2 separate regions of the Gossypium hirsutum genome follow, and region 2 is linked to region 1. The links are chromatin contacts, called in public Hi-C maps. All regions are on one chromosome and are shown on one strand. The core of a region is the stretch at or near the end of the contact, and the rest is flanking DNA. Distances in the headings are between cores, read along the strand shown.

Region 1 (7,082 bases), core at 1,675-4,174:
GTCCGATGCCTTGGTAAGGAGTGGCGTATGGTGCTCCCTCTCTGACAGTTGCTTATGATGATTTTCACCCTAATTTGGATACTTATGGTGAGGGTTATTCCTCAAAGAGACATGTAAGTGGGCCATTCAATGGGCTTAGTGTCCATAATGTTACTTTGGGTAAGCTTGTTGTGTTTAATACCCATAATCCTAGTGGGTCATATATTGTTGCTGAAACAAATGGTCCACGATACGAAGCCCCGAGCGAGGTGTTTTCAGGGCCCGAATCATGATACCGGTGTTGGGTCATTCTTTTCAAGGCATGTCATGGGTTATTTTGAGTGTGTGGGTCTTCTACGGGTTCCCGATGTTTTATGATCCGAACACTCAAATGGCAGTAAGTCTAATACGGTTACGACCGGTTATGGTGTTGACTCGGGTTTTGGAGCTCATACGTTTGGTTTTGATAAGCCTATATTCCTACACTTGTTGGGAATAATAATTCTACATTGTGGTATCCTGACTCGGGAGCGACTCATCATGTGTGTAAAGAGGCATCTGCCCTAAACAACTCTACTCCGTATTCAGGTACAACTCCGATTTTAATGGGTGATAGAACGCATGCTAAAATTGCGTTTATGGGTAATACTACCTTAAATTCCAACTCTAAATTATTGCATTTGTTTAACGTTTTACATGTGCCTCAGATTTGTAAAAATTTGTTGCCGGTCTCAAAATTTGCTCTAGAAAATAATGTTTATTTTGAGTTTCACCCTTTTCATTGTGTGGTAAAGTACATTCAGACTCAAGGCATTTTGCTGCAGGGTTACACACATGATGGGCTTTATAGGTTTTCGTCAGTTGGTTTGACTGATACCAGTGGTCCTCCATCAACACATCATGCCGCAGTACGATCGGGTTCCTCGACTAATGGTGTATTCAAACTTTGGCACCGTTGTTTGGGTTACCCTTCAACTCGAATTTTTCAGTCTGTTTTGAAATATTGTAATGTAGTCACAAATACAAATAATCTTGTTCATGTTTGTACTGTCTATCTAAAAGGAAAGTCATTCTACTACTGTATATACTGTGCCGTTTGAATTAGTTGTCTCAGACTTATAGGGACCTGCAATTGTTGATTGTAGGGGTAATTGGTATTATGTGTCTTTTGTTGATGTTTACCTAGTTATTTCTCATTCAACGTAAATATCAAGCAATTGACTACTTTATCAGTTTCGGCAAATGGTCAAAACTCAATTTGAGAGAGACATTAAATAATTTCTAAGTGATTAGGGTGGTGAGTTTCAGTCTTTCACATCGTTACTCGCACAACAGGGGATTATTCATCGGGTTTCATGTCTGCATACTTCGAAACAGAATGGAGTGGTTGAACGAAAACACTGGTATATTGTTGAGGTCAGTCTCACCCTCCTTGCTCAACCGCACTTACCAATGCGATTCTAGGGTTATGCTTTTACTTGTGCCATTCATCTCATCAATCAGTTACCCACTCCGATCTTGCATAGTAAGACTCCATATTCAATACTTTATGGAAAATTTCTAACTTATGATCATCTTCATATTTTTGGCTGTTGTTATTTTCCATATCTTCGTCCTTTTAATAAACATAAGTGGAGTCTCGATCTCAGTCGTGTACTTTTCTCGGATATAGTCTGCATCACGCCTGACGGGAAAGTTTTTATCTCTCGACATGTTATTTTTATGAAAGTAGGTTTCTGTATCATGAACATCCTTCATCATCTCCCGTAACAACTGAGTGTGTCACTACGTATATTCCTCTTGTGCAGTTGTTGTCCTCTCCTTCTAGTTCTCCTGATCAGAATACAGAAAATCCTGTGCTCTTACGTTATGATTCGTTTCACTTGGGTTATACTACTACTCCATCACACACACCAGTAGTTCCCTCTACTACGATCAATTCTTCTCCACAACTTGGAAACAACCCTTCTCCCGCACCAGAATTTTTCGCCACTGTAGTCGATCTTCCTCAACCTACTGGGAATACACATCATATGGTGACACAGTCCAAAGCTGGTATTTTCAAACATAAAGTTTTAGCTGTTGAAACTGCTAAAAATGAGCCTCGTACGATTGATGAAGCTTTTGCTCATGAGGAATGGAAAGTAGCGGCTCAAGCTGAATATGATGCATTAATTCGTAATCGCACTTGGGAGTTAGTTCTTTTGCCACTAGGGAGAAAGTCGATCGGGTGTAAATGGTTGTTTAAGTTTCAACGAAATCCCGACGGCATTATTGCTCGACGGAAGGGGAGATTAGTTGCCAAAAGTTGTTCTCAGGTACCAGGTTGTGATTTTCAAGAAACCTTTAGTCTTGCTGTTAAACCAGCCACCATCAAGACCATTCTATCAATTGTTGTGTCCCAGCAGTGGCAGCTACAGCAAGTAGATGTAAATAATGTTTTTCTCAATGGTGAGCTTACCGAAGAAGTCTTCATTTATCAACCTCCTAGATATGTTCAACATAATGCCGATGGGTAACCTTTGGTTTGTTGGTTAACAAAGGCGTTGTATGGATGACGACAGGCTCCAAGAGGGTGGTTTGATAAGTTGAAATCCTATCTTTTTTCCATAGGTTTTGTCAAGTCCAAATCTGATGCTTCCCTGTTTATACGTATTATTGATGTGGCTCATATGTATACGTTTGTATATGTTGATGATATTATCGTTACCGAGAGTTCAGCTCCTAATATTGACGTGTTTGTTGAACAACTTCATTCTATGTTTTCACTCAAAGACATGTAGGATCTTCATTATTTCCTAGGTGTTGAAGTCACTCGCCTGACTAATGGAACTCTTCATCTATGTCAACCTAAGTATGTTCTTGACTTGCTTGATCGTTGTCATCTCATTCATGTTAAGGCTATTCATACACCTATGGTTAGCTATTCTTTTCTGTCCAAAACCATGGGTACTCTAATTGAAGACCCTAGCGAATATCGTAGTCTTGTCGGTGCTTTACAATATGTCATGCTAACCCGGCCTGATATTACTTATGCTGTGAACCATATCTGTCAGTTCATGCATGCTCCCACATATGTTCATTTTGTGACATTCAAACGAATTTTACACTATTTGAGTGGTATGGTTGATAATGGTCTGCTTGTCAAACCATCTAAGAGGCTATCTTTGGTTGGCTATGTTGATGTGAATTAGGGGTTAGATTTTGATGATCGATGGTCTACTACAGGATACTATATCTATTTTGGTGATAACCCTATCTCGTGGTGTTCTAAAAAGCAACAGGTTGTGTCTTGTTCCACCGCTGAGGTTGAGTATCACGGGTTGGCGGCTGCAACTATGGATGTTACATGGCTAATGCCTTTATTAAGTGAACTTCAGTATCTTTCTGTTGATACACCAACAATATGGTGTGATAATTCGAGTGTTGTTGCAGTGGCAATCCGGTTTTACATTTAAAGTTTAAACATGTCGAACTTGATCTATTTTTTTTCTGTGAGAAAGTTGTTGCTGGGTTTCTTATCGTCGAAGAAGTTTATGCCTGTGATCAAGTTGCTGACGTTCTTACTAAACTGTTGTCTGCATCTCAATTTTGTAAACTTCGACAGCTCTTACGAGTTTCGAAGGTTGGGTAGATAGGTGAATATTAGAGTTTATGAATTAGTTAAGTAGTTATAGTATAAGTACTCTAGCAATTCTATTAATAACAACTTTACAGTTGAGCTGTTATATAACAGTTAAGAAATCAAATGTATAAATGTAAGTTCATCCACAGATATGAAAAACAAGAATGAATTTGAGTTTGCTTAATATCTTCTTTTACCTTTCTTTAGTTTACAAATCTTTTCAGAGAGCAAATATCCTTTTTATGTCAAGTAAATGGTTTGATAGTTTAGATTCGTATATATCTCAACTTGCAAATAAATCCCCTCTACAAAAAATTATTCAAACCTTAAAAATAATTCACATAAAAAATTAAATTCAAACTAGATAAAAAGAAGTATTTGTAATGATAAATAGTTGAATGTATTTTTGAGTTGTGGGAGATAAAATTTTGTGAAACAAGAGAATCATCATGTCCAGCCAACTTATGGACAGAAGATACCTAGCAATAAACATTTATCATAACTCTATAATAAACTCACCACGTGGCCGATAAATTAGAGATGTAAATCAAAATTTTAGTAGTGGTGTATATGTTTGCCAGCACAAAAGGTGCAATTATCAGTATTTACTGTAGTTAATTTGCAAATTTACTGTGCTTAAGCTAACAATAATTTCAAATGGCCCCGCTTGTTTAGACTGTGTGGGGTCCAAGCCACGTGATCTCTGCTCCTTGTAGCTGGACATGGCAAAGCCCACCGAGGAGCGCGTGTGATGCAAATAATCGAGAGTGAGAACTGAGGATGACATAGCCGCACGTGACCGCCTGCCCTTCTCTGTACAAAGCATGTCCGCCGAGCGCACGTGTGCTACGATTTTATTGATTATTTTAAGGTTCAGAAATCAGTAAGAGTTTTAAATGCGAGAAAGCTAGTTGAGATAAAAAGAGAGTGTCCTCACCGCGTGGGTATATTCTTTTTTTAATCACAAATTTTCTGTCAGAAAAAGGAAAAGGTGACACGGTTTTGTTAAAACCACCACTCGCTCGTACAGGTATTCATGGCTTGACTTTGATTTAAAATTTGGAGTTATTTTTATTTTTAAGTTTAAATTCATTTATCAAGTTTTATATTGAAGTTCGAACTCAAATTTGAGTTCGAGGTTTAATAATATATGTTAAGAGTAATAAAGTAATTTAATAATTTAATAATATAAAAATATAGAAAATTCGATAAGGCTTATAAATTGTTTAAGTCAAGTATTATTAAGCTTGAATTTGACTTGATTGATAACTTGAACTTGGCTTGATAATTATCGAATCAAATTTAAATTTTTTTAGTCGAACTTGAGTATCTTGTAAGCACCAATATCTCATTTACACTTCTAGTCGAGTTTATATATCTAATTTTACCATATTTGAGTGGTTTATTGAGTTAATGTTACTTTTTAATGTTGCAAGTAATTATTGAATTTTTATAAAATAATAAATATGATTATATGATTTTTTTTGTCATTTCAAGTTAAACCTATTGTTCCGATGGAGAGAAGAACCTATGATTAGCTTTTCAGGAAATTTCCAAACGAACAATTTCAACGAAATCTTTCAATTTCTTATTTTAAAAAAAATACTTGATCAGATTTGAACCCAAAACACTATAATTTTCAATATTTTTACCATTTCAACTAAATCAATTTTTAAAATAATATTTTTATAAATATATTTATTACAAAAAGTTTTTTCACATCTAATATATAATATATATAATCAGCATAATATTTGTTTGCTTAAGTTCAGCCGGGTTTTAGAGTTTACTCAAATTCGTTTATATTTGTAAATGATTAATTTAGAACTTCTTTTAGACTCATTCATATTATTTTTAACTTTTTTTATAAAAAATTATGTAATTCTAATTTAATATTTTGTATATTTTTATTAAAATTTTAAATATAGACATAGTTTAAATGATTACATTATAGTAATATTATATATTATTATAAGCTTAATTTTTGTGTGATACAGAACAAACTGCTTATAACATAATATAATATAAACTTATATTTTTAATGTCAAAGGATTAAATTGAGAACGATTAAAGTGAAAAAAAACTTAATCAAAAAATTGTCAGTTTATTCCGTTGGTATGATTTGAACATCAACTGAATAAATGCACCTAAACAAAAAATGGAAATACTTAATCAATTCAATACAATTTAATCCAGTAAGCATCTGCTTCCCGTAGCAAGAGAAAGCCCAATATTCAGAGGGCCAATATGGGTAGGCTATAGCACTCAGATGCAGCCGCGTGGGAAAATGGATTATATCTATTTAGTCTATACTTTTTCAAAATTTAAAATTTCAGTATTGACATAAATAATAATTATTAATTGAATTTTTATCTGAGTAATATAAGAAAATAATGAGTGGATATAATACTACGCATATAATAATAGTTTTTCTGCCTCAAAATTTAAAAATAACAGAACTTAACCTAATGAATTTAACTGTTATTATTTAGTGAGGATTAAAATTAAAAATAATACAGAGATTAAAAACAATTAAATTAAAGCATAGAGGCTAAATCCACGTAACTTTCTTAAAAATAGAAGGACTAATAACAGAAATTAACCATTTGTCTATACCCAATTCCATTCATTAGCAGCCGTTGTCCATGTACGGAGTCAAGTAGCAAAGAAGTTGTCTTGGCGGGCGAGCGATCAAACATACCACCTCGAAGAAGCAATCTCTTGTGGTGTACCATCCGATGCGTTTTTATACCAGATCAGATCGCCGTAGCCACCACCAAATCGTGTTGGGACAGTTTTCGTAGCATCGACCGAACATGAGTTTCCTCTTTGGCAAGAGAAAAACCCCTGCAGGTATCAATTTTGTTTTCAAATAATTAGAATTTGTATTAATTTCGAAAATCGCTACTGATTTTGTTATGATCTGTTCGCATTTGAATTTGATGAAGTGATTTTATATTGAGGGCTTTGGTAATTGAATAATTAGAATTAAGGATTTCGACTGAAGTAGTATGTTTCTGATAGTTTTAGAAATAGTTGTGAATTCTGCTAATGACAGGAATTCGAATGCTTTATTTTGTTTATTTGGTTTAATTTTGGATTTTAGGATCGAGTAATTGTATGGTTGTTTGCTAGTTCAAATTTCTAAAAATAAGGTTTTGCGCTTTATTGAGCCTGTCACTTTAGTGTATCAAAGATCAAGCAAACAAATTAGGTGAATTGTGTATTTTATGGTTCTCAATTCATTTCCCCCAATGCCGGATTGTCAAGTCATTTTGTATTGAATATATATATATATTTTTCAGAGCTTCTGCGAGAAAATAAGCGGATGCTCGACAAATCTATTAGGGAGATAGAGAGGGAAAGGCAAGGTTTACAGACCCAAGAGAAGAAACTGATTGCTGAGATTAAGAAAAGTGCAAAGCAAGGGCAGATGGTGTGTTACATATATTTTTTACAATTTTGTTTTCTATTTTTG
Region 2 (7,082 bases), core at 1,356-3,855, 290 kb after region 1:
TTTTATTTGGAATTATATATATGGTTATGATCCAAATCCCATTTGGTTGATGTTGTTGTGAATGCCATGATAGGTGAAATTATAGCATATTGATTCATGAAATTGTTAAATGATTAATGTAAGCTATTTGTTTATATTGTATGAGCTTACTAAGTATTTTATAATACTTACTCATTGTTACTACTTTCTTTATAGATTGTGAATGTTCGGAGCGTGTCGATTGGATCAGCGAGAAGCATACACCTACCGTCTCTCAAATTCGGTAGTCTTTTGAATGATTCAATCTTGGTTATTTGTGGCATGTACATAAGTTGATCAAACACATGTAAAGGCACTTATATATGTTTTGGTTTGGATGGTCCTTGCAAATAAGTACATATTCTATATGGTAACTTGTTGGAATGATGTTTTGGTTAATGTAGAGTTTGATATTTAAACTTGTGAAAGTGAGTGGCATAGTTTAGAAGTTGATATGTTTATGATCTAGTTACTATAAAAATTGATACGTGCTTATAACTTTGATTGTGATGGTGCCAAATGTGGCATATTGGTTGTATGTTTAGTTGGTTATTAAAGTTGAAGTTTTGACATTGAAATGTACATGTTTTTGGACAGGTTAAATTGGTTATGGAATGCCTTAAAGGTTATTTTGGAAAGGTTGATTGTATTGTGCAACATATGGTCTATTTGTTGTACACAGTCTAACACATGGCTGTGTGTCACACACGGGCTAGTGTCACAGCCATGTGCTTATTGAAAGTTATGGGACATTTTCACACACGATCTCAGTCAGTTGCACGGTTTAGTCACACGGCCGTGTAACTTCTTGTCACACAAGTTCAGCCTGGCCACATGGTCGTGTAACCTTGTTTTTAGATTTTTTTCTTACTTTTTGTTAAATTTTCAATTAAGTCTTAATTTGTTCTCAGGTTGGTTTAAGAGCTTTCGTAAGCTCGATTAGGATTCAGATTAGTTTATAAATCATGTTTTGTATGGATTATAAAATGATTAATTGATTTTAAGTCTGATTGTATGTATGTTGTGAATCATGCTAAACTTGACTTATGAATTGTTTTGTTGATTTATTGAATATTAAAGTCAGAAACATGTGTGAATTGTTCTGTTAACTGTTGTAGCATCCTGTAGCTTGGGTCTGGCAACTGGACCTACTAATGGGTGTTACACTCGGGGACAAGAAAAATTTTCATCTTCCTTTGTACTAAATTTTTGGACTTCGAGATAGACTCTGTTGACACTTTGGAAATGACAATATTAATCTAAGGCTCATTGTTTAATTCATTACACTTTAAAGTGAGGATTGGGCTTTTGGGGCATTTATCTTCTTGGATCGAATTTAAAACAGTGGCAAAATCCTTGTTGGACGAGCCCATTTGTGTAGATGTCAAACGATGTCTTTTTTGCTCATTTTTGGTCAAGGATTTGAGCCCAACAGAATTGTTAACCAATTGGCCTGCCTTAACCAAATCTAATTTGGATGGTGTAGAAGTTACCGCATTACTCAATGAAACCTTACTTTGGTTTTTAACTTGGACAACTTCCATTTTTTTCTTCCCTTTAACAAATTCAATCTGTTTAGGAAGAGATTCCTTTTCAACAAGAGGATTGTCATAAATAACAATCCCATTTTGTTGACCACTACCAGAATTCGTGGGATTTGGAATATGATTTTCCAAGATTTTAGCTTCATCATCCCGTAAGTCATGTAATACATTGAACCTAGACGCATGTTGGTTTGTCGGTTGTCGCCCTCCCTTCACTGTTTCAAAATTTCGACTATCTCTCCGTTTTCTACGCTCAACAAGCATCCACAGTCCATATTTATCTTGAGTTTCCTGATAATCTCAATTAGGACGAAAAGGAGTTGGTACAAAGACATTCTCAAAAAAAAATTTCGATCAATTGCAAACTTCATGACATGACATGATTTTTATTATGCCCATAGAAAACAAAGGAAAAACTAACATTAGGAAGAGACTTGTATTCAATCCGTTGAACTTTATCCTCAATTTTGATATTGGAAATAAAAAGTTTATTGAGGTCTAAAAACACTGCCATCTTGGCAAACCAACCCTGAAAACTATTATCTGTATTATCATCTAGTCGAACAACTAGACCAATCCTATCACCAATGGCTTTAACCAATTTCTTCTTATACATATATCCTGGGAGACCCAGAAGGCGTATCCAAGCAACAAAATTATGTGGATATGGTTGTATTGTTGAAAAATTTTGTGTCCATGGTTGTATTGTTAGATACTATCCAAAGATCACCCACAGACCCTCAATCAGAGCTTTATTATAGTCTTCTATTGATCGAAACTTCACTAAGAAATAATCATTCTCTAAATCCATCAATCAGAATTGACCATCGCAATAACAAAAAGACTATTTAAGAGAGAGAAAAGAGCCCCAAATTTATTTTTTCAAGTATAGTACTTTTTCTCTTTTAACGGATAACCCTAACTGAACCATTTAAGTTCGAATTAGTACAATTATTAAATCTAATAATTTATTAATTTATTATAATTGTAACTATGCAGACGGTATTAATTACGTATAATCGTGATATTAACAGAATTAATGAATTGCAAAATTGTTGTTTCACCCAGCCTTTTTTTGTCAAGTGGGAACCCTCACAATTGTAACTGAGCTTTGAGTGTTGACTCATACTTCTTTGCAAGAGAGAGAGAAAAACTTTAGTCATTCTACAACTATTTGTTGCCTCAGTTTTTTTCTTTTCAAAGCAACAACCAGTCGGCAACAGTGATTGCCGGCGGAAACATATTTGCATCAAGAATCGCCACTGTTTAAATCAGCACATGAAACCCATGCCATAAATAGCACCCACCGACTCCTCCGCCCATCTATCTCCAATCAAAACTCCCCACGCAACTCATCAAATCAAAACAAAGGATTAAATTTTCAGCTATAAAATACTCCCGCAACCCCAGCCCTATACCGTCCAATTTTATGCCACATGCTTATATTCTCTCACCCTAAATTTCTTTATATAATTAAGTAAATCATTCTAGTAACTGTTGGTTTTCCTTACTTTTTCAACTGGAGTGTGTACTGCGGATAAGTTTTTTCATCTTCAGATCAAGTTCGTAGGAAGGTAACAATGCCGGAAACTCAATCTCAAGGGACCCCAACGCTCTTCTCTCCTTACAAGATGGGCAAGTTCAACCTTTCTCACAGGTCTGTGTTTCAGTTTGTCGGGTTTTTTTTTTTTTGCATCAGATTCCTTGATTTCGGAGGGGCTTAGATCCTTGTCTTGAGGGAACTTTGGTTGTCAGACACGTTCTACCGAAGATTTCCGGGGGTCTATTGAGTTTGGTTTGAATGTGATGGCAGGGTGGTGCTGGCGCCGATGACTAGATGCAGGGCGTTGAATGGAAACCCAAGGCCAGCGCTCGCTGAATATTACACGCAGAGGTCGACTCCCGGCGGCTTTCTAATCACCGAAGGGACACTGGTGTCCGACACTGCAGCTGGGTAATTTCGTAATTGAACCAAAGCCTGATACGACTATTCCACCAATTAGTTATACCACTTTCTAGTCTTTTCCATCAAACAGATAGCATTTGCCCAATGTTGTGTCGTTTTGCATATTGGAAGAGTTTTTATTTTTAAATTAAATTGAATATGAGATAATAGGGTTGGGAGATGCAATGCTTCACTTCAAATATAATCATTTTGTATATGATATAATGGTACCCTTGTTAGTCTTTTTATCCCTTCCCTGTTACAAAATGATTGTTCCAATAATATCAGATTTTCATAATATTGAGTTATCCAGATTCCTGGCATATCCTAAATTGTCTAATGGTGCAATGATTGAAGCAGGTTCCCTCATGTTCCTGGGATCTACAATGACCAACAGGTGGAGGCATGGAAGAAGATTGTGGATGCTGTTCATGCAAAAGGAAGCATCATTTTTTGCCAACTCTGGCACGTTGGCCGTGCTTCACATTCTCGTAACTTCCATCACCCTATGCATTTCCCCTTTCTTTCACCATTTATTGAAATATTTTATTTGCTTATTTTGACTAATGAAATAGTGTATCAACCTGGTGGGGCGGCACCCATATCGTCAACAAGCAAGCCTCTCTCCAACAGGTGGAGAATTTTGATGCCAGATGGGAGCTATGGCATATATCCTAAACCTAGAGCTCTACAAATCTCGGAAATACCAGAGGTTGTCCAACACTACCGCACAGCAGCTTTGAATGCCATTCGAGCCGGTTTTGATGGAATCGAGATTCATGGAGCGCATGGATATCTCATCGACCAATTTTTAAAAGACGGGATCAATGATCGCAGAGATGAGTACGGTGGATCACTGGCAAACCGATGTAAATTCTTAATGCAAATCATTGGATCCGTAGCCGAAGCTGTAGGTGCAGATAGAATCGCAGTCCGAATTTCTCCCGCAATTGATCACCTCGACGCCACTGACTCTAATCCGCTCAACCTAGGCTTAGCCGTGATAGAGAGGCTTAATGAGCTTCAGCTGAAATTGGGGTCGAAACTCGCTTATCTTCATGTGACTCAGCCTCGTTATCATGCCTATGGGCAAACTGAATCAGGCAGGCACGGTAGTGAAGATGAGGAAGCTCATTTAATGAGGACTTTGAAAAGGAGTTACGAGGGAACTTTCATGTGCAGTGGTGGATTCACAAGGGAGCTCGGGATGCAAGCAGTGGCTGAGGGTGATGCCGATCTGGTATCGTATGGCCGTCTTTTTATATCGAATCCAGACCTGGTTTTTAGGTTGAGGATCAATGCGCCATTAAATCGATACATTAGGAAGACATTTTATACGCAAGACCCTGTTGTGGGGTACACGGACTATCCCTTCCTGGTAGTACAATCACGACTTTGATGTGCAATGGCTGTGCTGTTGAATATATGTTAAAATTATGTGTGAAATAGGAGAGTCTAATTTGATATCAAACCTGTGTCTTGGTTTTTGTACACAATTCTGGGACTACCCTAAGCTCACCTGCTCAGATGTAACCAAACAAAACTATTATAAAATCCATGGAATGTAGTGGAAGAAATGGTAAGTAGTCCGAGCTGGGACTTATCTGTAGATTGGTTTGCTGCAGAAAGAATGAGAGCAAAGATAGCAAAAACACAAATCCAAAATGATTGCTGCATCCAATCCTATCATTACCCCAATTATTGCTTCTCTTTCGAATTTCTTCCTTCTTTTAAACAAATACCCATATCTGATTTATTAATTTCAGATTTTTTTTTCCTTTTTTTAATAATAATAAAAATAAGAGGGAATATACTAAGTAAGAACTACTACTTTGGGTCAAGGGTAGAAAGTCATTTGAATAATATAAATAGTATATTGGACCATTAAGTAATTGCAGGCTTAAAACATTGAAATGGTCCAATCAAAATCCCAATTCAGCCCCAAACGTTGAAATACAATTCCAAAATCCAGCTAAGACGACCCCACCCTCATTCATTTCTTTCATATTTTCCCAACTAAACTCTATCATTTTTTGCTAAATTTAATCATATATTTTCTTCTACCCTCATCCATAAAATTCATTATAATAATATAAATATATGTGCAAAAAGTTGTTTAACTGTATATGCCACTGTCATTATATGTTTAAAAAATTAAAACAATCTAATTAATTAATGAAAAAAAATCATATTTTCAAACTATATTGTGGGAGGGACTTTGTATAGAATTAGACCAGAAGGAAGCTTGAAATAAGTGGAATAGAATGCCAGGTAAGCAAAGGCCAAAGGGGGACGGGGACTGCGACTGTGTCTGCTCTTCCCTCTGGCTATGCTCTGTTCTCTCATATGTTCTGTTCTTTAACTGAGACAGAGCTCGCTGTCTTTGCCAGTCTGTCATTTATCTTCATTCCTTTCTTTTCCTATATATACTAATTTAATAATGTTTTCCTTATTTTAATTACCAAAAACCTTTCTCTTCTCTCCATTTATATATATATAACCATATACGGCTTTCTTGTTTTCTTTATCCTCTGTTTCCAGCATTTTTATTTTACAAACACAAAGAGGTTTTAGCACCGTTAGCAAAACGTCAACGTTTTGTCATTTTCCATGAGTCTCTTCGGCCTCGGTAGCAGGTTCGCACCCATTCAATTACCCAAACCTTGTTTCTGTGTCTTTTTCAATATGGTGGTGATCTCTGTTTTTTTCTTCTTTTCATTATGTGTTTTTGTGGTGATGATATATATGATTTCATACATGGAGTTTTCGAGAAACAATTATAGAAAAAACCCATTTGAATAGTGGTGATATTTATGACTTCATTTAATCCATTCAACTTCATGATTGAAGTTGTTTATTGGTTCTACTTTAGATGATTGATACTAAGCAAAGGATTTCGATACTTGGAATCCTTGAAACTTGAAACCCTTTCTCCTCATAAGGATTGGCTGATCCTTTGTTTTTTGCATTATGCAGAAACCAGAAGACATTTAGGCCTAAGAAGAATGCTCCATCAGGAAGCAAGGTTGGAGTACTGGTTCCCTTTCTCTTTTTCTTGTTTCGAGTTTTAGCATTTGTTAAACTTGTGTTTGGGGTCATTGGGTGCTTTCAATAATATTATATGAAGTGGATGAGCAGCAATTTTTCAATGAAAATGGAATTGCAGGGTGCTAAGCTTCAAAAGCACATTGATGCAACCTTGGGTAGTGGGAACTTGAGAGAAGCTGTTAGGCTACCACCTGGTGAAGATATCAATGAGTGGCTTGCTGTAAATAGTAAGAATCTGAGTTTAAAAAACTTCTTTGCTAGAAATTCTTAATGAACTCACTATCATTGGAACTAATTTTCTCTCCATTTCTATTTTCATGCAGCGGTGGATTTCTTCAACCAGGTGAATATCCTGTATGGTACACTGACTGAGTTCTGCACAGCAAACAACTGCCCAACTATGTCAGCAGGACCAAAGTATGATATTACTTAGTATAGTTTGCTTTGTTAGGTGAAAGTATTGTTGATGTGCCTCTGGCAAGGGCCCCTATGGTTTACAGGCCGAGGGGTAAACCAATGAGTCTGGT

The links. A called contact is a pair of places that touch in the nucleus more often than the background predicts.
Region 2: a contact with region 1 is called in a Hi-C map of leaf, with 1.9 times the contacts expected there. The contact joins the promoter of LOC107901069 here to the promoter of LOC107899950 in region 1. A contact is called at or near these places in 8 of 34 Hi-C or Micro-C datasets (callus, hypocotyl, leaf and 1 more).

What each region holds. Positions count from the first base shown.
Region 1 is chrD06:14,217,130-14,224,211 of Gossypium_hirsutum_v2.1, forward strand. LOC107899950 reads left to right here and starts at 2,925. Exons shown (of 2, transcript XM_016825685.1): 1 at 2,925-3,149; 2 at 3,258-3,437. The coding sequence starts at 2,925. The coding sequence ends at 3,437. It also overlaps the pseudogene LOC107901077.
Region 2 is chrD06:14,510,427-14,517,508 of Gossypium_hirsutum_v2.1, forward strand. LOC107901069 (12-oxophytodienoate reductase 3) reads left to right here and starts at 2,606. Exons shown (of 4, transcript XM_041095349.1): 1 at 2,606-3,219; 2 at 3,376-3,516; 3 at 3,868-3,998; 4 at 4,083-5,116. The coding sequence starts at 3,143. The coding sequence ends at 4,906. LOC107901070 (MOB kinase activator-like 1A) reads left to right here and starts at 5,769. Exons shown (of 7, transcript XM_016826915.2): 1 at 5,769-6,143; 2 at 6,484-6,532; 3 at 6,674-6,782; 4 at 6,879-6,972. The coding sequence starts at 6,118.